4 separate regions of the Mus musculus genome follow, and all the other regions are linked to region 1. A link is a contact called in public Hi-C and HiChIP or PLAC-seq data. All regions are on one chromosome and are shown on one strand. Each heading gives the region's core, a stretch centred on a gene start, on an enhancer-like site or on the middle of the called end of the contact. The rest is flanking DNA. Distances are from core to core; before and after follow the strand shown. Region 1 has its middle 78 kb from the start of Gm38512. Region 2 has its middle 49 kb from the start of 1700017M07Rik. Region 3 has its middle 140 kb from the start of 1700017M07Rik. Region 4 has its middle 140 kb from the start of Gm35255.

Region 1 (6,412 bases), core at 176-2,675:
ACGATTCCTTTATTCTCAATGTCTCCAAAACCCAGGTCTCAGAGCCAGCCCCGGTAACACATAAGCTGATGAAATAAAAGTGTTACATTCATGTGTTCCTTAGGTCAAGGTGGTAGTGAAAGCGCTGGCACGTGTCATGAGAGTTAATAGACCCGATTGCCTGTCCCTCTGAGAGGCCTGGCTTTAAATCCAGGTTACATCATGAGTTGGATTGGTGGCACTATCTGTCTCCTGGGAATACGTGTTTGGTTTGTGAAGACGACACATTCAGTATAATTAGTATTCACTGGTGTGGTCAAAGCCCCAGAGAGCTGGAATTCCTATGTACTATAGCCAACCTTCTCTCCTTTTCCCACCCCCCCTCTCTCTCTCTGCTTTTCTTTCTTTCTTGAGGACTGTGGGGGCTGGAGACCTGAGTGAATTTACTCCAGATATCATGAGTTCTCCACATAGAATCAGCTGAAGGCAATTTTCAGCCATTGCTGTTAGAGTATCTAGAGCAGCGGCGACTGTCATCTAGCCAGCACCCAGCCCCCGCACAGGACCACTGATTACACAGTGTGGGTTTCACATAAAGACTTTTCTGGATGAGGCCGGCGGCTGAAAGGGGTTCTGAGCATCTAACAGAGCATCTGCTAACAACCATTAAAGTCATTATTGTTCCTTAGATAAAGCAGGGCACGAACACACAAACAGAGGAGTACTTGCTCACGACATAGAAAGTGTCCTCTCTTCCCAAGCATAACAGAGCCTCTTGTGTATCTTAAACCTGTTTAATTCCCATTTTAGGGGGTCTGTGACAGGCGTCGAGAGGAAGCTGCCAAAGCCATCACTATATTTAGCTGTTTATCACACATCAGCTCAAGGTGGTGTGTGCTGGTAGACATGCCACAAAGCAGAGAAAATGGAAGCTCATGAGTGGGGGGTAGGGGTGGAGAGCGGGGGCGGGGCAGGCAGAAAGCTTTGGGAAGATTCGGAACAGGGAGAAAACTATGATTCTAGTTGTGTCATTTCTAAGTCAAAATAAATAAATGAATGAATGACTACCAAGCTTCTAGGCAGAGTCGTGCAAGGCGATTTTAAAGTTAAAACGGACAGTGAAGAGGTAACGGCAGATTCCGTGGCCCCGAAACAAAGTGGGGGCAACCATTGGTTTCTATGTCCTTGGGGCTGTTCAGTGTGTTTTCTGAGGGCTGTCATCTGGGGACGAGAGAGAGAGAGAGAGAGAGAGAGAGAGAGAGAGAGAGAGAGAGAGAGAGAGAGAGAGAGAGATCTTTAATTTCTCTCACCAAAAGTTGTATGTGCCAGTTTGAAATTCCTGTTTCATCTCTGTGGTCTCCAGATAAATAACAGTCCTCAGGGACTGTGTAGCACATGCCAAGGCGGAAAGGGAGCACCACCGGGCCTGGAGATCAGGGCGGCTTCCCCAGATGCCATCTCCAAAGGGACACCAGTGCTTGGCTTCCCCGATGGTGGCTGATTCAGCGGAGAGCTTCACGTAGAAGCGGCTTTAAGGTTCTCAGGGGTCCCCGACCTCATTAATGATTTTAGGAGAGAGAGGGACACAAGCATGCGAGGGTACCTCCTCAATCCCACGTCCCAAGCCCCGACATTTCATTTTATCTTGTCATTTGTTAAAGGTTTAAGAAAATGGAAACTAATTGCATGTTGCTCTTAAAAATCAGTTTTAAAAATAGTCGGACACAAGCCTGCCAAGTCTAGTGTAACCGTGGCTGAGAGCTGACCCCTAATCAGCCCTCCGGATTGATTCTGGAGGGTCATTTGTATTTTCCTTCCTAACACGCTTCTCTCTCACCATCACTCCCAACAAAACACACTAGTTTAGAATTAAGATCCTTGCTGAGGACCAGCAGAGAAACATAGATGGGTAAATAGTGCCACCTAGTGGCCTGTACGATGCTCAGAAAAAGGAACCTCACGCCCCATTGTGGTTTTGGGGACTGCAAGTCCCCATTCTCACCCTCTGTCATCAAGCATGGGAAACAAAATTTTTCCTCTAGGAGAGAGCAAAAACAAAACAAAACAAAACAAAACAAAGCAAAACAAAAAACCAAAAGCAAAGACCAAACTATACTGTTTCTCTTCACTTAGCCAGGCTTCCAGTCACCTAGTGGGGATACTTCCCAAATCAAAACGAAAACAACAGCTAGCATTTGCGGATGACCTGAGCCAATGTTGTAAAATGCTTTCTTTCTCCAGCTCCTGACAGCTAACCATCTACATGGTCTGATTGTTTTTCGACTGGGGTGACAGCACTTCAGTCTTGGATCACAGCCCTGGATTCTGACAGTGACGCAGTGAAGACATGATTCGCTTCTCCCAGCACACCGCGGCCCTGGGGGCTGGATATGTATAGCGCAGAATAATTAGATCCACATTAAGCATTTACTTAGGGATACAAAAAATGAACTGACAAGAATCCTATCCCCCAAGAATGTATCCTCTCCACGATAATTTAAATGTGTAGAGTACTTCAGAGCGATTACCATTTGAAAGTATCTCCACAGTTTGATAAGGTAATTACGGTACTGATTTTAGAAATGATGTTTTATGATTTGTCCAAGGTCATAAAGATAAGAAGAGGCAGCTGTCCAGATTAGAGCTCATCACTCCACCACAAGGTGCCTCCTTCCCGAGGCAATTGATAGAGATTCCTAGTTTTATAGTGGAGACTGGGAGTTGGGTACTGAAGTGGCAGAGAGCTGACTTGAAGATTGCTGCTGTCGGGCTGAAGAGTCAAATGCTCTTCTTTGCCTTCTCCACGTCCAGAGAAGAATGTTGCAAACCAAACATCTCAATAGAGCAGATTAAAAGAAATCAGTTACATTCTCTGAGTCTCAGAAAAGTAAAAAGTATAAAGAATTTTCCTCAGCCTAAAGAAGGTGGGCACACACACACACACACACACACACACACACACACACGCGTGCGCTCACACACTGAGACACACACATACGCACATGAATGCACATACTCTAGCACTATTACATATTAAAGTGAAAGTGGTAAAAGAGGACATCTTTCCCCTAGCCACCCTAACAGGACAAAGATAGCATTCATCTCTCTCTTACTTAAGGTCATAGCTAGTGCAATAAGACAAGAAAAGGAAATTAAGGGTACATGTGTACTAGAACAGGGAGAAGCAAACATCTATTTAGGTAGCATGATAGTAAAGTAGAAAACGCCACAGAAACTTAAACTCTAACAAATAAGCTTGATGAGGTGGCACAGTACAAGTCAGAGATGAAAGTGATTGCTTCCTTATCCACCAGCAATGAGAAGCCGGAATCTAAAATTAAGGAACAACACTATTTATAATTCTACCAAAACCAATAACGATAAAGACACAATCTAAAAAGAAAAAAAAATGCACATAAGTTCTCCATAGGAAAATTATCTTTAGTGTGGAAGAAGAAAACGCTTTCTAGTACATAAAAATAAGGCAAGAGAACCAAAGATAAAGTCTAATCTTTCTCCTTACAGAGACTGGGGTGGGGGTGGGGGGAGTTCTGTCAGAAGTCAAACCATTTCAAACACCAGGCTAGCAGCCTGTAAGGGGCTAGTTCTTCCTCTCTCCCTCCCTGTAGTCTGCTGAACAGAGGACCAGAGTGTGGAATACTCACTCACAAAAGCAAAGACGAGCACACAGAGGAAAATAGTAAGTTGGGTTTTGTAAACTTATTTTTTATTAAAGACTTTCTTGGCAGGTGGCTGAAAGAAGCATGCGCCGACTGGGTGATGTGCTCAGAAATTGTGATTGACTGGTGTGTGTGAGGTCTGTAATGGTGCAAATGAGAATGGCCTGCGTAGGCTCTTAGGTGCACCCTCCCTCTGTCCCCCCCCCAGCCCCCATCCCCACCTTCCCGGTTCCCCCCTCCCTCCCTCCCTCTCCTTCTCTCCCTCCCTTCCTCTCTTCCCTCCCTCTCCCTCCCACTCCCTCTCTCCCTTCCACTCCCTCTTCTTCCCTCCCTCCCTCCCTTCCTCTCCTCTCTCTCCTTCCTTCCCTCCCTCCCTTCCTCTCCTCCCTCCCTTTCCTTCTCCTTCTCCCCCCCCCATTGTTGTCTCAATAAGTAAGCCCTCAGCTCCTGCTTCAGTGCCTGCCTGCCTGCTGCCCATGCTCCCTGCTCTGATGGCTGTGGACTCAGCCTCTGAACTGTAGGCTAGCTCTCAGTTAAAAGCTTTCTTTTGTAAGTTTCCCTGATAACAGTAATGAGAAAGGAACCAAGTCAGAGACTCAATGTTCAGTTCCCAGCCTCACCAAAACAAACCAAACAGAAGTGTTGCATCATCTCTCAGGCTCCAGCAACATGCGGTTTCTCCTTTCTCCTACATCTTAAATATTTTCCTTGTTTTCCATTAAAGAGGTCATTTTAGCTTCTTGAATGGAGCAGAGGTGGACTTAAAGTCTCCTGTTCATCTCCATACAATACACCACAGAGATACATAAGTTTACGTCATGGATCCATGGACAGTTTGGGCCTTGACTTGGGTGCTTCATGCTCTAGTTGCCTGGGTATTTGTCTATCTGCTTCACACATGCTAATTCATTTAATATTCTTATTCTTAATTTGTGTTAAATTAAGACAAACAAATCAATTTCTTAAAACATAAACAAAAGGCCATTTCTTCCCCATGAAAACCTCTTTCTTTCTTTCTTTCTTTCTTTCTTTCTTTCTTTCTTTCTTTCTTTCTTTCTTTCTTTCTTTCTTTCTTCCTTCCTTCCTTCCTTCCTTCCTTCCTTCCTTCTTTCCTCCCTCCCTCCCTCCCTTCCTTCCTTTCTTTTTTTTTCATTTGGGGGGGATTCAGTTTCTCTGTGTGTTGCCTTGGCTGTCCCAGAACTCTGTACTAAGCTGGCCTTGAACTCAGAGATCCACCTTCCTCTGCCTCCTGAGTGCTGGGATTAAAGGTGTGTGCCACCACCACCACCCAGTGAAAACTTTCTTTTCTTTTAAATTTTTCACATTTATTTTCTTCAGATGACCAATGACTTACATTACAATTTTATATTCTATTCCTTCAATCTTTAAAGACAACGCTTGGAAAAACAATACACATTGGTATTGTAGGGATCTAGTACAGATAGAGAGGCAAGTTTGTGTTTATTAGCTAGTTCACCAGTTAAGGAAAGGGCAGAGAGAAAGAGAACCACAAAGAAAGCCCTGCTTCGTGCTGCTGGCCAGTTTCCATGTGGAAGCCCTTTCGTGGTAATTGATTGTGAAGCTCAGCGTCCCTGGAACTTTAGCAACGGGCTTTCAACCAGCCAGGAGAAGCCAGCTTTGGCTTCTACAAAGCCCCCTAGGGACCACAGTCTATGGCTACTTGACCCTCATACCCAGCACAGTGTCTAGCATCAATGGGCATTAAAGAAATATTTGCTGAAAGACTGTATTAATAATCTGCAGTAAATTGGACGGAGACAAGTACTGTGCCATCCTTGGTCTGTATCATAACCAGACTGCCGCTTTGGCAGCATCATGGCCTTAACCCATCACGATGGCTCAGTGTGTGCTACGTTCTGTGGGGAGAGGGGCATGCTATCACATCACAGCTCTGCACCTCACTAGTCAGAAGGGGAGTAAGAGAGAGATGAGACTATTGTCTGCATGTGCTTTCTAAAACAGAAAGGTACATTATATCTATTCTTGTCCAATTTGGTTAAACAATATACTTTTAGTTTCCAAATGTTTTTAAATCCTCCAAAGGGAAAAAATAGTTTTATTATGTAACTCTAACCTTCTAACAGTTTGAAATGATAATTGTGATAATTATTTTGATGATCCAAATACTCTTCATCAGAGCCAAACAACCAGGAATTACCTGTCCAGGACAATCCGAGTTCCCTCCTTGTCCTGGAAGCGTAAGATTTCTCGTAGTAACTTTGGACAAAAGGTCAGAAGGAGTTGGTTATTCATCCATCCATCTATCCATTCATTCAGGTATTCGTAAGTGAAGGAATTTGTTCTGGTTTGTGTACTACCTACAGTTTGTACAAAGGTAAGAACCTGTAGGAAAGAGTAGAGGCATTGTAGAGTGTCATCTAACTTTAGATGGCAAATGATCACCAGCACAGGCACAGCCTGCAGTGAGCGTCCACTCAAGCTGACGTGCGGGCCAGTGGCCCCAGACCCAGAGCTGTCAGATAAAATGCATGAGTCCCACTTAAGTACACAATGAATCATTTCATACAGATATAAATGTTCCAAACACTCCAAATATTGCATAGGTCATAATATATGAGAAGTGTATCTGTTGTTGTTGTTTTTTTTCTTAAATAACACCTGCATTTTTATTTACCACATCTAACGGTACTAGACCAAGGACATATTTGCTTGAAATCATTTAAACAACATTTTGAAATTTCAAGTAGACTCAATATCTAAACATAAAACAA
Region 2 (6,545 bases), core at 428-2,927, 260 kb before region 1:
CAGTTGCCTACAACCAAAGCACTTTGGGGACTAGAGACAGAAGACACAGCTCTTTTGATATCATTGACATCTGAAGACCCCACCCACCCCACCCCACCCGCCTGTGGGAGAATGGCTTCTTCAGCCATATCCACAGGGCACAGAGGAGGAGCTGAGCCCAGATGGAGGGAGCACCCATTTGATTGGCAGAGAAGCAAGTGGGTGTTAATAATCTATCTCTTCTATGTTCTGAGCTCTTAGACCTTACACAAGCTCCTGGCTTTCATTGTTTGTTCACCTTACTAGTTAAAATAATTAAATTAATAAATCGCTATGTGCATGAACTCGTAATTTAGACTACTGATCTTTTGCAATTTCATTTAACCTACAAAACAACAATGTTCAAAATCTGAGGCACTGAGGCTGATAGAGAGTTATCCACGATGTCAGAGCTGGTTCCAAGACTCATGCCAGCCTCACAGTTACTCTGGGGTCTAAATAATAGTCACTGCCTCTGGCAGGGGGGTAGTGCTCCCCTTGTCTGGGCCCAGCTCCTAATTCCTTCCACTGTGGATGTGGTTGAAGAAGCCATTCTCCCACAGAAGGAAGCCCTTCTGTGGTAAATGATACAATAAGAGCTGTGTGGCAAGGCCAGCATTTTCCCCAAGCCCTCTCCCGGTCCATTCAGAGAACAACACAGCATCTCAAAAGCCTACATCTCTCTCCACTTCTATTTTTGTGTTCATTTTCTGGGCGTAGAATGAGTTCAGAGCACATTGATTGTTTATGATTTCCAAATAACAAATGGGCAATCCCTGCTTCATCCAGTCAGGTCTAAGATACAAGCAGCACTGGCATGTGCCCCGTGCTTACCCTGCCAGCCCTCTATGAGTGGATTTCTATGTGGTTCTTAGGCAGAGTCAATGATGGGATAAGAGCTGGTATCTCACTCTGTTCCAGATACCACCAATCGAAGAGCAAGGCCCATAATGTCACATGATTGGAAAAGAGAGGAGCTGAAGAGAGAAAAAGAAAAAGAAAGAGAAGGGGGAGGTAGAGGAGGAGAAGCCGAGGTGATGCAGACGGAAGCAGAGCAGGAGACAGAAGAGGAGGCGCAGGAGAGAAGGAGCAGGAGAGGAAGAGCAGGAGCAGGAGGAGCAGGAGAGGAGGAGCAGGAGAGGAGGAGCAGGAGCAGGAGGAGGAGCAGGAGAGGAGGAGCAGGAGCAGGAGGAGCAGGAGAGGAGGAGCAGGAGAGGAGGAGCAGGAGCAGGAGAGGAGGAGCAAGAGAGGAGGAGCGGGACAAGGGAGGAGGTGAAGGGAAAAGAGCAGGCAAAGGAAGAGGAGAGAGGAGGAAGTGTGAGAAGGGCAGAAGGAGGAGGCACAGGAAGAGGTAGAGGATGAGGAAGGAGCTTTTGGCAGAATTCCAGGTTCGGGGGCTCTAGCTCCACGGAACTTGGGGAATAAAAATCAGGCTTTGGGCTGTCCAGGTTCCAAGTCACAGGGCCTCCATAGCTGGCAAGCATCAAGCCGGAAACTCTGCTGAATAGAGCCCTAAATGTTTTTTTGTTTGACATTCATGCTTAACAGAAAATGATGAATCCATTAGCAACCCCTTCCGTTGCCAAAAGAAACAGACTCGCACTCGGCGATTGCTTTCACCGCGCTATCAAGCCACCACATGCTCGCCTCACAGAGCTGACAGTCATCCATCACTTTCAAATGGGTTTAGAGGTACAGTTGTCTTTGTGTGAAGTGTGTGGACGAGTCAGCATGAATGGGGCTCATTAAAGCAGACTGACCCAAACAGTTTAAATGGGACTCGCAGTAGGGGGAGAATGTTTTATTTGAGGTTTGTTTGGAATTATTTTGAAGTTTGTCACTAATTTTAAAAAACAATGGGCTCATTTTCCTAACTCCTTTTTCATCCCTAAGATGTGTTCGAGAGAACAAATAGCTATATTATGCACTGACTCAAAAACATGCTCTTTGGGAAATGAATAAAAAGATCCTATGATTATGAAATTTCAAGAGTTCCCTTGTGCTCTAGAACAGGGCAAATTGAAACGACTCCACAAAGCACTGCCAAGTTTCTCTCTCTCTCTGCTCAGCCCCTTTCTGCCAGTCCATAAATGGCATCTTTGAATATCATCTTTGGACCTGTTTTTTATCATCTCAGATGGCCTCCCAAGGAATGCATTCCAAAGTCTGTGATTCCAAAGATGGATTAAATCCTCCATAAAATGGGTTTAAACATTGGGAGGGAGGCACCTGGCTGTACACATCTGGGCCTTACAGAACACCACGGGATTCTGAATACTTCAAGATGTTCAATAAGGTGTTCAATGTGTTGAATATGACCAAACCCATCTTCAGTGTGAGCCTGTGGAATCTCTCTCTCTCTGTCATTCTTTCTCCCTCCCTCCCTCCTTTACTCCCTCCCACCTTCCTCCCTCCCACCCTCACTTCTCCTTTCCACCCTTCCACTCTAAATTGCTATTAAATTCATGTAGAAATGTAAATAGGAAAAATCCTGACCCAAGAAGATTATGCATTTCAAGAAAGGACAAAAGTAATGTCTTCAAGGACCTTGACCTCTTTGCTACATCAGTTATGACCTTAGCTACCTGGGTTCAGTAGATTGAAGGCACATAGTGGAGTCATAAGGTGGACCGTGTGTTCACAGGAGTGAGTTTAGTAAGACCAAAGAGATGTCACTGTTTTTCAACCATCAGAAAAACATTTTAATATTTGAATGTGAAGTTGTGCTAGTATATATTGTATGGATCCTAGCATTATTTCCAAAATCTTATTCACTTATTCACTGAGACATTCATTAATGTCAAGGACCCAGGAAATCACTTGGGCTTCAGGCTGGCTCTCCAGGATCCCCCTATTCCCATGTATGCCCAAGGCAGCCCAGCTGAGACTGCTGAAGTCTTTGCCACAGCAATGGATCATTGTTGAAAGAGAGATGCAAACTAAACTACAAAGATAAAATCTCATTAATTATGGTATTATAAATGTTCTATAATAAGGGTAATTTCTTAGTCTTAACCCCTAATATTCCCCCAAAACATTGAACTTTCTAAACGCTGTCAGCACATTTACTGCATAAAATGTGTACGTAGTATGTGCACTTGTCTGGTTTCACATCTTTACTGTAAGAAGCTAAAATGAGTTGTCACAATGATTTGACTAAATTAACCAGTGTAGTCATTGCTTGCCACCATGATTCCCCTCTCAAGAATGTTCAAGGCGGATATTAAAATACACATTTGCACTTGAAATGTCAAGTAAAACGAAGAAAATTCTTAGGACCCTGTGGCTCTAACCCACCAACCATCCATTCAAATCAACTCTTGTCTCCCTAAGACTCTTGATCAAGTTGCTAAGTGGCCTGACAAGCAACAAACCCACAGGAGGAAGGAGGAGGAACAGGAAGAGTCCAGAACCTCATTCTCTCTAGAAACAGGTGGCCATCTCATGGCTCAGGACACCTCTGGGGTCAGAGTCAGCAAGTATAAAATAGAAAGGACTGTAGAGTGTATGGCTTTTAGAGGGAGAGAGGCCAAACGCAGTTTCCACTGGAAGCATTTCAGAACAGCAGGGAAAGCGCCGGGGAGCTGGCCCACAAACATCATGATCTGAAGTTCATCTCCAGGAACCACGTTGCACAAAGTTCCACATGGTAGTGTGTGCTTGGCAGCCCAGTGCCGGAGAGGCAGAGACAATCCTTTGGACGCACTGGCCAGCCAGTCAGGCCTAGTTCCCAAGTTCCAGGACAGTGAGAAGCAATGTCTTAAAACAAAACAAAACAAAACAACCCAAAAAACAAAAACAAACAAACAAATAAACAAAGTGGTCAGGATCTGCATGGAGCCCCAGGAGGGATGGTACTTGAGATTTTCCTAAGTTTCTGCAACCAGCAACCAGCACACACACACACACACACACACACACACACACACTCACTTACATGCATCCACACCTCACCACACACACGCCTAGAAACACACAAACATACATGTGTTATACACACACATACACACAAGCTTGCACCCACACTTAAAATGCACTTCCTAGATAAAGAATGCATAGGTAGACCAGAAGGGATAGAAAGATTCTAAAGGTGCTGTGAACTGAAGTGCAGCTGCCCACTGGTACAGAGGCCTACATGTCTGATCACAACTTCTGCACCAAGGCAAACCTTTGCATTTAAACTGTAAGTTCTATCTTACTTACAATTACTTCCTCAGTGCATAGGTGATCAGATGACGCCGTAGGTGTTTAGTGACTGACACCATAGCCCCCTGCACTCATACAGTTTCTTAACAGAAGAGAAAATTCAGGCTTGAGAATTTGACTGTGGATTGGTATCTCAGCACTTTTGCTGAGACCTCAGACAAATTAGCATCCCGGACAGCTCATAAAACAACATCCAGGAAGGTGGTAGATAATAAATGAGATGTTTTTACAATAAAGGTCAAGAATGGAAATTAGTATAAAAGTGACCTCTTGTTGCCTGGTCCCATTTTCAGGGGGACCATCCTTTTGTCAACCAAAGATAGTAATGACTGGATCTCTGGGCTGTGTGTTGCCACAGACTGGATTTAAGTCTGAATGGTGGCCTGGCAGCCTCAGGCTTGTGGTGCCCTCTGCTCTTAACCATGTAGTCTGTGCCATCCTGCCTGTGCCTGCCTCCCACCACAGTATCTTCTGAGAGTCCTAGAATGTGGGCAGCCAATCCCCAACCTACTGCTGCCACCTGCTAACCATGTGAGTTCTCTTTCAGGCAGGAGTGAGGACCAACAGTGGAGCAAGTTACCAAATCTCCTTGACTCATGGCTTGCAATAAGTAAGTAAGTAAATAAATAAATAACAAAAACAAACAAACAAACAACAACAAAACCCTTCATCTTTGGTGTTTGCAGTGGATAGCTACAAGGAAAGACAGGAGAAAAACATATGATCTAATAATAGAAAATTTCATTAATCATTTATAAAATTGCACTCACTAAGAGCCCATTGTAACCTCAACATGGTGACACACAGCTATGATCCAAACACTGGGGAAGCTAAGGCAGACAGATCACTAGTTCCATGAGCTAGCCTGGACTACATGGCTGGACACTATGTAAAAATGACTAAGATAAGTGTCAGTTCTACTGTGAAGTAGTTACAGGTGGGATAGAGGTTTTGTTGGCTTCTTACACCGTTTTCTGCAATTTTCTTTACTGGGCCCTCAACCCCTTGAGCTTTATTAATTTCTTAACTAAATGTTTATGAAGTATTTCCTATGAATTGAGTACAAAGTAGCTTTGTTACAATCTCTGATTTAGAGGTTTTGGTATCCCTACTTTCTGCTTTGGGTTTAGTGGCTCTCAGGTACAGCGTGCAACAGACTTCCTGCACCTGGACACACGGGCTTTGGAGCTCTCCTAAAGAGGGACTGGAAATATGTACTTTTAAACTATGGGTAGGATTGTCAAGGAAACACTCTGAGTCCCCTGGCTATAGACTGTCCCTCTAGTCCATATGTCATGATCACACTCCAGAGCCACCACCAACCTGTCTCCAGAGAATTGAAACCTGACCAAAATCTTTCAGATCTGCCCCCAAAGATCCCACTCTCATTTCTCATTTGGGGGGCATTAACCTGCCTCCCACGGTAAAGTTGATCCCTAGCCGGGTTTAGCTTTGCTGCACCGAGTGGAAATGGCCTCTTTGCAGCTCCTTTGAAAACTTTTTTGTTAGAAAAGGAGAGAACACCTGTGGTGTTTTGTAAGTATGGTAAAGACTCACAGTGCACGGCACAAGCCCTCGGGGGCACAGGAGAAGGTGCTGCCATCGGAGCTGCTATAAAGCACCCACTTGATTTGCAGAAGCCTCTGGTAGTATCAATCACATCTCAGGAGCACGCTGTTTCCATCCTAGCAAAGTGACACCAGTGTGCAAGCATCAGCCCCTCACACATGGCATCAGAGACAAAGGGGGAGGCTCCATTTCCTTCTCATTTCTCAGATTAACCTAAATAACTCACCACACCTTTGAAGCTACAGGCCAAGTTTAAGGATGTGTTGGTTCTTAGGGAACAATACAAAAGATATTCTAGTACTTTCTTCTGGTGTCTCATGGGGGTAGGGGTAGGGTGGTAACGTTTCCATGTGGATATATTTGGTGAAAATATCTACCAGAAATCAACATTGGATTAAAGCCCTGCTCCAGGACAGATGACCATGTCAGGTTACAGTCTCCTGCTTTTCTCTGGAAACTGTTCTGCTCATAGTCAATGGTGTGAAAAACTCTTGCCTAGTTAACCCTATAAAGTGATCTGGAGGAAAGACATGGAGGAAAATATACCAGTAATAAAGACAAACTCAATAAAGCTGTCCAGGAGAGAGAGGTGTGTGTTTTTTGGTTTCATTAAATATTTGCTATTTTTGAAACCGTTTGGGAGCTGAAGTAATGGCTCCCTGGGTAAGAGTGCATGTTTCTCAAGCATGAGAGCCTGGACTCATATCTCCAGTACCCACGTAAAAGCCACAGTCACAGATACATGCAACTCT
Region 3 (6,336 bases), core at 2,460-4,959, 340 kb before region 1:
ATTAGGAAAAGTAGGGAGAGAAAATGTGTGTCAAAACTGATGCCTGGCTGGAGCTTTCTCAGAATCCTTCAAATGGATCTCAGAAACCATCCCAACCTCTTCCACTCAGGAGGCAACTGACCCTTTGATGGTTTCATCTGCACAGTTTACACCCAAGAATTACATCACCACGTTGCAAAAATGCTCATTTGAAGAGAGTTTACCATTGTATCTTGGCCTACATTCCTAGCTATTCTAGCCCCATGTAAACACATCTATATAGCACACATGCAACCATTAAACATCAGATATGTGACTGCTTGCTAGAATTGCCCCAATACCAACACCGTCTTAGGTAATCCTCACTGTTACCCCTGCTGTGCCGCCATCATATCCAAACAGAAGCCAGAGGTTCGGAGAAATGAAGTAATCTGTTTCCTTCATGCTGTGGGTAAATACATAAGGATTACTTGAATGGAGATTGCTTTACTTCAGTGCTGGGAACTAAGTTCTGGGCCTCTTACACGCTAAGATAGTGTTATATAGCCACACATTAACACAGTCAACTATTGTGTGCACAGAATCTTCCATGGTGGTGAAAATCCTTGTACCTGTGCTGTCAGGTAGACACAGTGCTCGTGTGTGGCTGTTGCCCCAGAGATTTGAGTTACATTTGAGTGTGAATAGATGGTTAGATGTTATTGCTCTGGGTAGTACTGCTCACCACAGACCCAAGCCTTTGTTAACTCTGTTTTGTTACCTCCTTGGGGTCTGATAAAAACCAGCTATAGAAAGACGCTCTTCAGTGAATCAATAACTTTAAATCTGTGCACATAATTCACATAGCAATTCTCTCTGTAATGTATCACCTTTTGGAAAACTCACCCGAGTTCCTTATGCTTTGCAGCCCACTCTCAGCAGTACGATGATACAGGATGGTAATAAAGACCTTGTGAGTTACCAACCTCTTCATATTAAAAAATAATCAAGACAAAGTTTAGAAGAAAATTTTGCCTATGAATCCCTGGTCATCTAAAGGACAAAAAAAATTTAACTTTTCATCTTTCTCCCTTGAAGAAAATTAATTTTTACCTGATATAAACAAGCTAAGAGAATCACGTGTTATCCCTCCCCATCCTAAAGCATCCCAAAATGTGGTGGTGAGCAGTTGCTTATACTAAATATCTGTACTACGGCAGTACCTACCACCATGACCAAAGGGAAATTAAAGTATAGTATATGTGGATGATTTCAAAACATCCCTTGAAAAGGGAGAAATGTGGGCTGGGGAAGCGACTCAGTCCATGAACTGCCTCACACATCTGAGGTCCTTACCTTAGTCCCCAGAATACATGTAAAGCCGCTGGAAAAATAAAATAGCATGCATGCATGATCTCATAATAACATGGGAGGCGGACAGAGAGGTATCCTCGGGGCTCTCTGGCCAACCATGTTAGCCTACTTGAAAAGTTCTAGGACAATGAAAGACCCTGTCTCAAAGAGGGATGAGGGCCTGAAGAATGACACCATCATCCATACACACATTTGCACCAGCATACATACAATTTCTTTGTGAAATAAGAGATAACTGTAATGCATAATTCTTTAAACTACTGCAGTATGCCAAAGAACAGGATTCCCTCACAGATTATGGAAATGTGCACTACAGGTCATTTGAAAACAGTTTCAACAAGAGGCACCTGTATTTTGGCAATATAAAGTCAAGTCCTCGTTAATACTACATGTCTTTCAGGTGGGACTATTGGTAGCTACCAGATCCAGGACAGTTTACAAAGGTACTGTGAAATTCATTCTCAGACCTTCCTATCACAAGCCCACAGGCTCCTGAAATCTTAGCTTCTGAGCATTACACTTCTATAGAATAGTGACCTCTAAACGTTAGTGGGCATGAAAGGCACCCAGGAACTTGCTAAAAAGGCAAACTCTCATCCATCTCTTAAACTCACAGAAATTCTGAAAGATCTAGGGATCTTCATTTAAACCACATCTCTGCAGTTTGGGTCCGAGAACTGCCTTTTGAGAAATAGTAATGAGTGTTTTCAAGGTAACCGTTACAGGGAAGGTTTGCTTGGTGAAAGCCACACATCAAGCTGTGTTTGGGTCAACACTCATTGTGGACAGTCTGGCCACTCTGGCTCCATTATTCCCTTCTGCATCAGCCTATTTTGTTTTGATTTGAGGAGAGAGCACTGAGTCACTGACTTAAGCCTCCTCCTACTGCCAAGGTAAGAACATTCCAGAGTGAAACTCAGGACTTTGTTTAGGAGAAAGGCATTCATCTCTTTCCCATGTTGCCCTCTCCACCTGAATTTAAGAAAGCATGCAGTCCAGATATTGTGGGCGGCTACCTTACATGTAGAGGGTCAATCTTGGAATAAAATTTACACAGAGAACAGAAGGCAGAGCTGAGACTGCTGGGGTCAGAGGGACACTGTTAAGCCAGATCAATCCCTCCAAGAAGCCTGCCCTAGACTCTAGACTTCTCAGAACACAAGTCAAACATTCTTCCCTTCTTTTAAACAGCTTCTGATAATTTTAAAGGAAAAAAAAAATCACTTGATCGATATAAAATGTTGTTTTATGTTTTATACACCCATTTTTCCTAGCACTGAATTCTGTGTCTTCAAGATCTTTTTTTTTTCTTCTTTCTCAACGCCTTTAAGCATTCTTCATGGGTGTCAATAAGTCTGCGTTCTCGCTACCCATTGCTTCTCCTATAACAGCTGCTACCACATCTGCCTCTTTTTTTTTTTTTTTTCTCATTAGAACTAAATGAAACCATCAGATTCCCAAGTAGTTCTCCTCCTGGCAAAAGAGCTCTACTAAAGACCTTAAAACACACTAAATGAGATTCTTATTTCTAGAGGAAACAGCCCCTCTGTAGGTTGTCATAAAGACCCTCCCTTTCAGGAACTTTCACGCAGCTTTAGTCTTAGTGCCCTGAGATTTTAGGTACGTTTCAAAAGCAATGGGGTATTTTCCACTCATTGGCTCCTTCATAAAATGTGGAGTCTCATCCCAGTAGAAAGATGCAGACCTAGTAAGGGCACAGTTGAAGCCTAGGAGAAGCCACCACCCTGGTCCTCAGGAACAGCTAAACAGAGGAGTCCATCAAGAAATTCCTGGGCTGCCAACCAATGCCTCCAAGAAGCAGCAATTATTGGGTTTCTCTCTCCTAGAGACAGAACACAGAAAATTTCACCCTGTTTTCCCTGCTTCACTTAAGAAGATGAGAACAAATGAAACGAAGAAAACAAGTATCAGCCAGAGAAACTCAACCCAGGAATCTCCATTGCCCCCATGCCCCAAAAATCCAGAACACAAAGATGGAATGTCTAAAACTCTCCTAACTCCTGCGAGGCCCACTGTGGGGTTGAAATGATTTAAGGAGGTGAGATGCTTTCATTGATCTCTCCTTTTCCAAGAAAAAAAAATTTGACGAAAACTGTGTTCTAGGGAAATGTTATCAGAAACTTATTTGTTTGTGTATTTAGCTGTTGCTGTCTGCTTTACCCCTTATATAATGTTGACATTCTTTGAAAATGGGTAGATGGACCTTATTCAAGTTCTGACAGTAACTCTTTGTTAGTGTACAAACGGCTTCAGAGGTATTTCATTACCATTCGTAATCATCCGTTTGCTTCTAGCTGGTGACATTTGGAATAGTAAGCAGGGGACACTCTTTGTGTCCAGTGAGTTCATAGAAAGTTAAACTTACTTTCCACAACAGACTCAAGCTTAGCTACCATAACCCTCTTCAGTTACTGTGTGATGTGTTTGAACAGTATGAATGATTAATGAAAGCTAAATAGTCCAGTTTCTATCTTAAAACCTTTTTGTTAACTGCCAGAGAGCTGAGTGACTGGGAGGTGATTGCTGTTCAAATGAGTTATTTATGCAATCTGATGCTTGTTCCCTGACAAAAAATTTAATGTATCAGCTGCTCATTTTCAAAAGATGTAAAAAGTCAGAAACTCTTCCTGATGCCTTTTCCCATCCACAGACCAACACCAAGCTCTGTGGTCCTTGCCAGTTTGGCATCAGAAAGCGAACTTGGCTTGCCCGTCTGAACGAAGCATGGTTGCTTTCTCCCAAGGAAACCAAGATAAAATGTGGCAACGGGTAGCATCCATTACAAAGGTCCTGAAAGTTGCCTCAGAGTTTTCCTGGACCAGATTCTGGCATTGCTCCCAGAAGAAGGCCACTGCCACCCGTGAGCTACGAAAAACAGTCATGCCTGCTGGAGGGAGGGAAGTGTGTAAAACGCTCTGGGTGTTTACGAGCTGATCTGGAAGAGGCATCTTCAGAGATAACTCCTCTGGTAAAGGGGCTCAAGCGTGATGAGGAAACAGAGATTAAGAACCCAGGTGGAGACCACACCTGGGGGATGACAGGAACTAGAGTGGAGGAGGAGGAGGTTGGAGGAGGAGGTAGGTTTCCAGAACACAGCATAGTCGTGGGACATATAGCAGCATCACATGTAATATGAACATCCTTTGGCTTGTTTTGTGATGCTGGGGATCCAGTTCAGCCTCATGTATAGACAAGGCTTGTGCTCAGCCACTGAGCTGCACCACAGTCCTTCTCTCTTTAAGCAAACTTTACATTCTTTTGTTGGCTATGCTGTAAATGCCCTCTTACTCATTTTTTATAATTTGATGGCATTTGGAGCATTGCTTATGGCATGTTTGTCAACTCAACTCCATCAGAATTACGATCATAGCAAGGGATGAAGATACGAATGTCTACCTGACAATCTCTCTCTTTTTTTAAGCAATAAAACCTTTATCCTTTTCCATTTGGTGGTCTGTTGGACACGAACCATTTAAGAGTTTCCAAATAAAATGCTTTAGCACATCTGCAATTAATAAGCCTGAAGCTTATTTTGTACCATTCCTGGTCATCTCTTTTACCAGTTGTGTGTTACTTTGGTTAACCATTTCCTTTCAAAAAGGAGGAACAGAAACGGAATTAATCTAGTGGTTTTTGAAGAGAATTCACAGGTCTACTTCATTTGTTTAACAACTGAGCAAACATGTCACTGTTCAGTTACTACTTGCCCAACAGTATCCTGGGCCCTGGAAACACAGGGATGTTAATATTTAGTCCTTTACACAGAATCTCTGGAGACTATTATACAGAAAGATGAGCAGAGATGGTAGCAATTGATCATGAATATTAACCCAGGGATGAAGATAGTGTCCAAGAAAAACACATAACACTGTGCGTGTATGTGTGTGTGTGTGGTATATATATGTGTATATATATATATATATATATATATATATATATATATATATATATATATGTGTGTGTGTGTGTGTGTGTGTGTGTGTGTGAGTGTGTATACCCAATGTGTATATATAAATATATATAAATATATATGTGTGTGTATAAATATGTATATACATATATCCCAGCATATATTCCTGTATACCTACATATATAATACATCCTTATATATACACACATTATATATAAACATAGTATATATATGCATATATACACATATATGTATATATACACATTTATATGTATACTTACACACATATATACATATACATAAACACATGTATACATACACACATATACATATATATACATTGTATACACATATATACATATATACATTGTATACATTGTATATGTATGTATATATGTATACATACACATATACATATACATATATATATACATACATACATATGTAAAACTAACACACAAATATGTGTGTATTTTGTGAGAAAAGAATATTTTCAGGGCCAGTGGCTCATAGAAATTTTTCTGAAAGTGTGATTAGCTTTCAATGTGAAAAATCTTCACCTGTGGCAACTCTGTAATCATCAGAGCTAACTCACAAGGTAAGGGATAGGACAGAAGTTTTCTGGGTCAATTTTCTTCAGTCTGAGCCTACAGACAATTGATATGGATGTCGAGATACTGCCTGGACCTTCTCTTTGTCTCCATAGGTCATTCCCAGGATGCCTGTGGAAGGCGTAACCATTCTTGTTGGCAGAAAGTGCTTTCCAGACTCATGTAGCATTACATACTGAGACGAGTGGGGCATGTACCCCACTTCTGCTCCTTCCAGGACATCACATCCAAATGGTTGGCCTCATGGGCTGCTGCAATAGAACACAAGTGCATCATTTGGCTTCAGGTCACCCTTTGCCCTGTGGCAAGACAAGTGAGCAGACTAGCCAAGGAAAAAGCCATCTCATCCTAGCCTACAGCATTATAATCGGACAATTTCTTTAGATTCCATGACTCTGTCTGCTAGTGGCCCTGCATGAACTATTTGTTTTAGTTTTGTTGTTGTTTTGAGATGAGGTCCCT
Region 4 (6,358 bases), core at 2,107-4,606, 390 kb before region 1:
CATACACACACACACACACACACACACACACACACACACACACACACTCTATATGTACCATACACAACATGCACACTTTACATGTTTACATACACATGGACCCACAAACACACATGCAAAGAGACAATATAGGTACCACAAACACCATACATATCTTACATATGCACACACACACACACACACACAGACAATATATGTACCATGCACACCACATACCAAGCTCATGTGCACACATATAGATGCATTGGAACCTTCTTTTATCTTCATGACATGTAAGTGTACTCGTGGGTGGGTTGGGCCTTTTCTCACTAATCTCTTCCTGGAGACCACAGAACCACATAGCAAGAACTAGCAGGAAAGGCTACTTGATCTCTGTGTGACTGCCTCCCTGGTTTTACATCAAGGAAACTGAAACTAAAGGCACCATGACAAGGATGGAGACACATCTCTGAGTTCTTCTACTTCACAGTCCCTTGTTTTACTGCACAGCTGTTGCTTTGTGTGATCTAGAAGAGTGACAAATGCTCAGGTGCTAGGTACAACTGAGAACATAACTCCGAGGGAGCCATATACTCCATTCAGATCAACATAAGAACAACACAAGTCATGCTGGCCAGTTCTAGTAAGTGAAGCCCTCTTTAGGTCCCACGGTCATGGATCAAAGCTATTTTATGTCTCCCTATTATTTTATCTTCTGTAATACTCACTTTGTTGCCATGGCCATAACTAACACTAAATCAATAATCTTGTTTCTCATGGCCGGCCAGCCATTCATTAATGAGAGCAGTGAGCCCATCTTCGTCCTCCTTTGGCCTAACTTTTCTCATGTCTTCTACAGACGTCAAGAGTGAGGTAGCAGTTTCTCGAGCTTGTGCTCTGCTCCTGTTGTATGGATAGGAGTCTAGAAGCATGACGGGTCTGGAGGGCTGTGTGGTTGTCGTTAGCAGTGGGAAAGTGCACACAGCAGCTGCGGCAAGCTTCCAGAAGCAAACATGCAACCCAGGGGCAGCCCAGAACAGGCAACCCAGGGGCAGCCCAGAACAGGCAGGCGCATAACGTGATCACGTTTCCATCACAGGAGTTTAGAAACTCCAGATGGGTAAGGTTAAAAATATTTTAAGGAAGTCTTTCCTGAGGTATGCCTGTTCTTTTGAGATTTTAGTTTTAGTTGGGCTCAGGTGAGCATGAGGGAGCAAAAACCATGTAGAAAAGAAGAGGAAATAACAAATATGCAGGGCATCAAGTTGAGTGTCGTTTGTGATTGGTTTTCCATTATTAACAGTGTTTCTGAGAAGTCACAGACACTGTGCAGCAACATGGGAGGGGTCCTCAGAGCTCCCTCTGCCCGTCATTAACTCTGCACCACATAGCTGGATGGCTGTCCCCACCCTGCATGGAATTTTATTCCCCTTTCCCTTGTCCCTCTACCCCGTCACACAAGGTCTGAGTGTGCGTGTGCCTATAGTCAAACTGAGTTCTAAAATTCTCTTTACAAATGTAAAATTAAAGAGCCCTTGCTTCTCCGGTTTTACTAATAGTTTCACCACAGGGGTGCTTTATACAGTATTCACCAACTATCTACTAGTGTACCATGGCCTACATTTTCCCCAAACCAAAATGTTGCTGGCATACAGGAAGTAGGAAGCTACCCTATAGTAGAATGACCAGTAGATCCTGTTATAGAATAACGAATCCGATCTGCCCGTCTGTTCACCTAAAATACAGATAATGTACGGATTAAAACTTTAGGCAGAAAGAAGAGCAGAGTTTAAACATTATCTAGAATCTTTGCTTGAGTGTCAGATTAGGACTGTACTGTACAAATCTGAATCTCACTCACCTATCAGCTATGAAGGCAGTTCACAGGAAAAAGGAGGTTTGGGCCAGTACCTGGGAATGGAAGGCAAGAGCTTTGCATACTGGTTTAATCACTGCTGAGAAGGAGACAACAGACTTCTGTCAGCCTCCTGTAAGTCCAACAGGAAGACAATAAGGTCTAAGAACCCAGCTTTCAAGTGTCCATGGAGTGGGAAGGTCACACTTCCATCAGGACACAGGATTGGCATGTGAGAGTGGGCATTGTGTGAGCAAGTCCTTAGGGATCTGTGAGAAAGGAAGCCAACAAGAATATCTGAGCTACATTCTAGAACAGACCACCACACCGTGTCTAAATGCATAGACACGAATCTACACACATGTATGAAACATGCTTCTGTGTGTCTCTCTTTAAAATAGACTATACATGACTACGTATAATAGATTGCACACAGTCTTGTGTAATAGACTATACGTACATTTATATACATGTAAGAACATACTCCCGTGTGTCTGGAATCTGTATGCAGAAGCATGACTGTTCACTGGCTCTAGTCAGTGAAGCAGCTCATTCCTTGCTATGAGTGTGTGTGTGTGTGTGTGTGTGTGTGTGTGTGTGTGTGTGTGTGGTGTGGTTTGTGTGTGGTGTGTGCCTCTTAAGGACATAGTTGCATAATATAATTTCAATGGAAACAACACTATCGGAAAACTCAAGCATCCTTCATTTTGAGTCCTTCCTTGACTGTCCCCTCTTGTGTTAGAGCTTCAACCACAAAACACAGAAGTATGTTCAACGCCTTGATTTTTTATTTTTTGGTTTTTGTTTTCTACAGTGGATCTTTTTCAATAGCATATATAGCATTTTTATTTTTCTTTAAAAAGACAAAAATGGGGAAAATTTTTCCCCTCATCTTTTTGCCAGTCGCACCATGGATGTCCACATACACATTTTAGCATAAAATGTTTCCTTATCGTGGGGGTAAACAGCACATCTCCCCCAACACCAAGATAGAGGGTTCTTCACTAACAGATAGTATGATTTAATTAGAAGCTATCAGAAGCGTGGGTGCCAGCCTGCTGTCTGTTCGATTATTTCAGTTCTCTGTAATCTGTTTGCTTATGCCTACAGCAACTTGTTGATATGGGAAGTCTCTGGGGAGAAACAGCAGAAAAAACAATGAGAGGCATCAGATTTAATAAAGTATCTAAGCAAAGTCTCAAAACGACACCCACACTATGAGGGAAAGCCAAATTTGCTTTTTCTGAGGGGAATTTGTGTTGGTCAGGGAGGGTTCCCGGAGGCTTTGTTTGGAGGCCTTGATGTGTAACCAGTGCACTATAGGCCGCCCTTCACCCTTGGCCTCCTCCTACCACCGCTCTGCCCACCCATACTGACACCGCGGGGGAAGGGTTTCAGAGCAGAAAGAATCAAAAGCTGAGGGACGGGGGAAAAAAGTGCTTTTCAGGGTCTGATGTGTGGGAATCAAATGAGAGGCCTAGCTCAAATCCGGTCGCCAAGCAACCGAAGTGCTACGCTGAGGGAATATCATTAAAGTTAGAAAGTAAGCACGGGCTCTGAATTAGTAAGCCAGGCCCAGGCTGGAGGGTGCGCCCCGACTCTCCAAAGAGGACAAGTGGGGGGCTTTGCGGAGCTAAAGGAGGAGAGGAGAGAGAGGCAGAGAGAGAACGCAGCTGATTTGTAGAGTTTTTTCATAAGAAAAGACAATGGCTGTCCAGACATAGGGTTAGTGGTGAAATATGGAAACGGCCTTGCTGCAGCTGGCTCTCTGACACAAGATTAATAAGTTGCTGTCTCCTAGCCGACCAGAACCTAGTGGGAACTATCCGGCATTTTATCTTGAATTGTGGGTAACAGCCTTATTGCAAGCTGGCCTAGTTTACTGCTCTGCTTTCTCCCCATCTCCCAAAGTGCAGCAAACATCTGTGCCTCTAATGAGGTCATCATTGAGGGTGTCCAGAGAGCTGGGCCCTGAGAACTGACCTCACCATTGCCTGAACACACATGACAAGTGCCGGGGTAGCAGGACAAATTAAATGGGGGGAGCTGGCACTCGGCTGTAAGTTAAGCTCTTAAGAAACTTTTTGCTGTGATGAGAGAGGGGGGTTAGGTTCAGATACAACAGCGCCACAAACCAGAAGGGAGCCCACAGAATTAGACATGGGCTCAGGATGGACATGACCACGCACACAAACAAGCCTCGCTTATCTGGGCCTGCCTTGGTGGAAATGGCCGTAGACCCACATGGTTTTAAAATGAAGCTCTGGTAGATTCAACCGTGTGTGTGTGTGTGTGTGTGTGTGTGTGTGTGTGTGTATACACATACACAGCATTTTCATGCCATTTACAAAGTAATTTGATCATGGGCACAGACAACAAACCAAGCTTCTCTGGAGAACCCCCGCCTCCCAAATAAAAACAACACCTCTAAACAAACATGTACCCAGAAACTCAAAGGGCCACAGCAATTTTGTTTAGTCATCTAATGTCAGAACACTGCAAGGATAGTGCTCCCTTAAAAAGAGCCCATCCTGAGGAGCCAGAAGCCAGCTTTAGAAGGAAGGGGGAACTTTAAGCTTGGAGGGAAGCTACATTGTGTCTATGATTTAATTTATAAGCATTTTAGGCAGTGTTAACCAGGGCTGGGCTGGCCACATCTGTCCAGTCAGCCCAGTCAAGTCAGAGGTGGTGTCGTTGATTCACAAGGATAAGATGTATACGAATAAAGTCCATGAAGGTAGATAAGAGCCAATAAAGTCTCAAAATACACCTAAAAATATCAATTCCCGTGAGTCAAGGGTCCGTTTGCAGACATGATTCCATACAGTGGAGCCCAGAGTGTCCTAGAGCTGTACTTTTAAAAGGAGTTCAATTCTAAAAAACAGGCATTTGGTGACAGGCTGGAATCTGTCAACTTTTGCTGTTCTGATACTACCATGTTTTCAGAGAACCATCACACAAGAGATGTGGGGGACTAGACGTGGAGAAACCTTTGCTTTCTCCAGAGCCAGTAAATGAACAAAAATCTTAACCAAATCTATAGTGTAGGCATCTTGGGAAGGAGAAGGCAGGAGCAGATGGGCTGAGCAGGAGGATGTCTTGGATACTTCTGACTGACCCTGAACATCTCCATGCTAACATCTGCCATCTGCGTTAAGCGTAAATGCCAGACATAGATGCGGGTTGATTCTGGACATGTGTTCAACATAGGCAAGTCAAGAAACCGTCTCAACAGCGATGCTAGAGAGAAGCCCAGAGTTACCCACAAAGCCGTCAGTTAAAACGCTTCACCTTCGATCGGAAGGTTGCAGCTTCAAGGTCTTGACTGTGGTAGAGAAAGAGTCATGGCAAACAAACCATTCTCTGCTTGCAAGAGTTGGGGAGCAGAGCGCTTGGGGTGCCAGGGTGATCTCATGCACTTGTTCGGTATTCATTTAGGGAGGGTTTGCCTAATGCCCACTTCAAGGCTGAACTTTAATTTTTAAATGCAAATGAAGGAAGTGTTGCGTTTAGCTTTGCCAACAGTTTTCAGCAATCTTGTTGGCCTACATTTAGCTGGGAAGCTGCTTGGGGACCAAGCTCAGGGGCTCAAACAATTGAGCAGTTGTTTGCCTGGCTCACATTCCTGAAGCAATCTAGTTCCAGCTGAACTCCTTGGGAACAGTCTGGGCTGTGTACCCCTGGGGAATCGGCCCCAATTAGCACTGACCCTTGGGGGCCTCCTTGCTGGCCCTAGGTCATTCTAAGCTCTCAAGTCTGGGTAAACCAGATTGCTTCAGGTGCCTCTGGGCTTTCCCAAGCCCCAGGATGACATCCGGGACTGTCAACAGAAATGCAGTCACACATAAAAGTCCAGCCCAGCGTAGCTCTTGCTGTTCTCTGATCCCCAAGGGAGACAGGGTGGACTTGTGCCACGACTAAGGAAGCATAGGAAAGAATATACAGAGAATCCTCAGCCTGCCTGAGCCTGGAGTGATGGAGAATACAGGCTGTGGTACCAATCCTCTCCAGTGTTGTGTGGGGTCTTTTTAAAGAGCTGGGTGACCCTGGAGAGTCATTGAACCTTACCTTCTACATTTTCTTGGGTCCTCTCATGAAGACAAAGGAACCTATCATAAGAAGGGAGTGTTCATGTATGTAACATTGCTGGCTTACAGAAAGCCCGGGATAAATGGGAGTTGATTACAGACACAATCTCCATCACATTTGACCAGGGCAGTTCTACTCCTAGAAAATAGGGTGTTTTCTGTGGTTCATGATCAGGTTAGTACTATCCCCTTTCTTAGAAAACAAACAGCCTCCAGCTTTGCTTTGGTATTTCCATCCAAACAACACTTCTAGGTACTGTGGGCTGACACAAGGAGCCTGTAACTTAGTAGCCGTAAGGACTGAAGTGGACTGACAGAACAGAGCCCCCCCCCCCTTAAGAACAATTTGAGCTTAGATGCCCCGAGTCACAGAACTGGGGCTCAGCAAAGGCAGAGACCGCCACGGCTGAGGTCCAAGAAAGTCCTAAGGCAGTGT

Evidence for each region. Hi-C and Micro-C count contacts between places; a contact is called where the count stands out from the background. HiChIP or PLAC-seq counts read pairs in DNA pulled down with a chosen protein or histone mark.
Region 2: a Hi-C map of forebrain shows a contact between it and region 1, with 2.7 times the contacts expected there. The contact joins two enhancer-like sites. A contact is called at or near these places in 11 of 484 Hi-C or Micro-C datasets (cerebral cortex, cortical neurons, embryonic fibroblasts and 6 more), 3 of 115 datasets of contacts at active chromatin or transcription factors (astrocytes and embryonic stem cells) and 1 of 9 other capture datasets (embryonic stem cells).
Region 3: an H3K27ac HiChIP or PLAC-seq map of neural progenitor cells shows a contact between it and region 1, with 12 times the contacts expected there. The contact joins two enhancer-like sites. A contact is called at or near these places in 1 of 484 Hi-C or Micro-C datasets (neural progenitor cells) and 5 of 115 datasets of contacts at active chromatin or transcription factors (astrocytes, embryonic stem cells, neural progenitor cells and 1 more).
Region 4: a contact with region 1 is called in an H3K4me3 HiChIP or PLAC-seq map of forebrain, with 5 times the contacts expected there. The contact joins two enhancer-like sites. A contact is called at or near these places in 3 of 484 Hi-C or Micro-C datasets (cortical neurons and neural stem cells), 10 of 115 datasets of contacts at active chromatin or transcription factors (astrocytes, differentiating embryonic stem cells, embryonic basal ganglia and 6 more) and 1 of 9 other capture datasets (embryonic tail).

What each region holds. Positions count from the first base shown.
Region 1 is chr3:35,480,621-35,487,032 of GRCm38.p6, forward strand. No RefSeq gene overlaps it. Among named protein-coding and RNA genes, the nearest start is that of Gm38512, 78 kb to the left of the region's middle. Within about 2 kb of position 1,426, at least 23 of the 459 cell types and tissues checked have an H3K27ac peak or open chromatin away from gene starts, as enhancers often do. A contact at or near this core is called in cortical neurons, forebrain, neural progenitor cells and 1 more, where this site is marked.
Region 2 is chr3:35,223,929-35,230,473 of GRCm38.p6, forward strand. No RefSeq gene overlaps it. Among named protein-coding and RNA genes, the nearest start is that of 1700017M07Rik, 49 kb to the right of the region's middle. Within about 2 kb of position 1,678, at least 55 of the 459 cell types and tissues checked have an H3K27ac peak or open chromatin away from gene starts, as enhancers often do. A contact at or near this core is called in cortical neurons, forebrain and neural progenitor cells, where this site is marked.
Region 3 is chr3:35,137,927-35,144,262 of GRCm38.p6, forward strand. No RefSeq gene overlaps it. Among named protein-coding and RNA genes, the nearest start is that of 1700017M07Rik, 140 kb to the right of the region's middle. Within about 2 kb of position 3,710, at least 25 of the 459 cell types and tissues checked have an H3K27ac peak or open chromatin away from gene starts, as enhancers often do. A contact at or near this core is called in neural progenitor cells, where this site is marked.
Region 4 is chr3:35,085,200-35,091,557 of GRCm38.p6, forward strand. No RefSeq gene overlaps it. Among named protein-coding and RNA genes, the nearest start is that of Gm35255, 140 kb to the left of the region's middle. Within about 2 kb of position 3,357, at least 64 of the 459 cell types and tissues checked have an H3K27ac peak or open chromatin away from gene starts, as enhancers often do. A contact at or near this core is called in cortical neurons, forebrain, neural progenitor cells and 1 more, where this site is marked.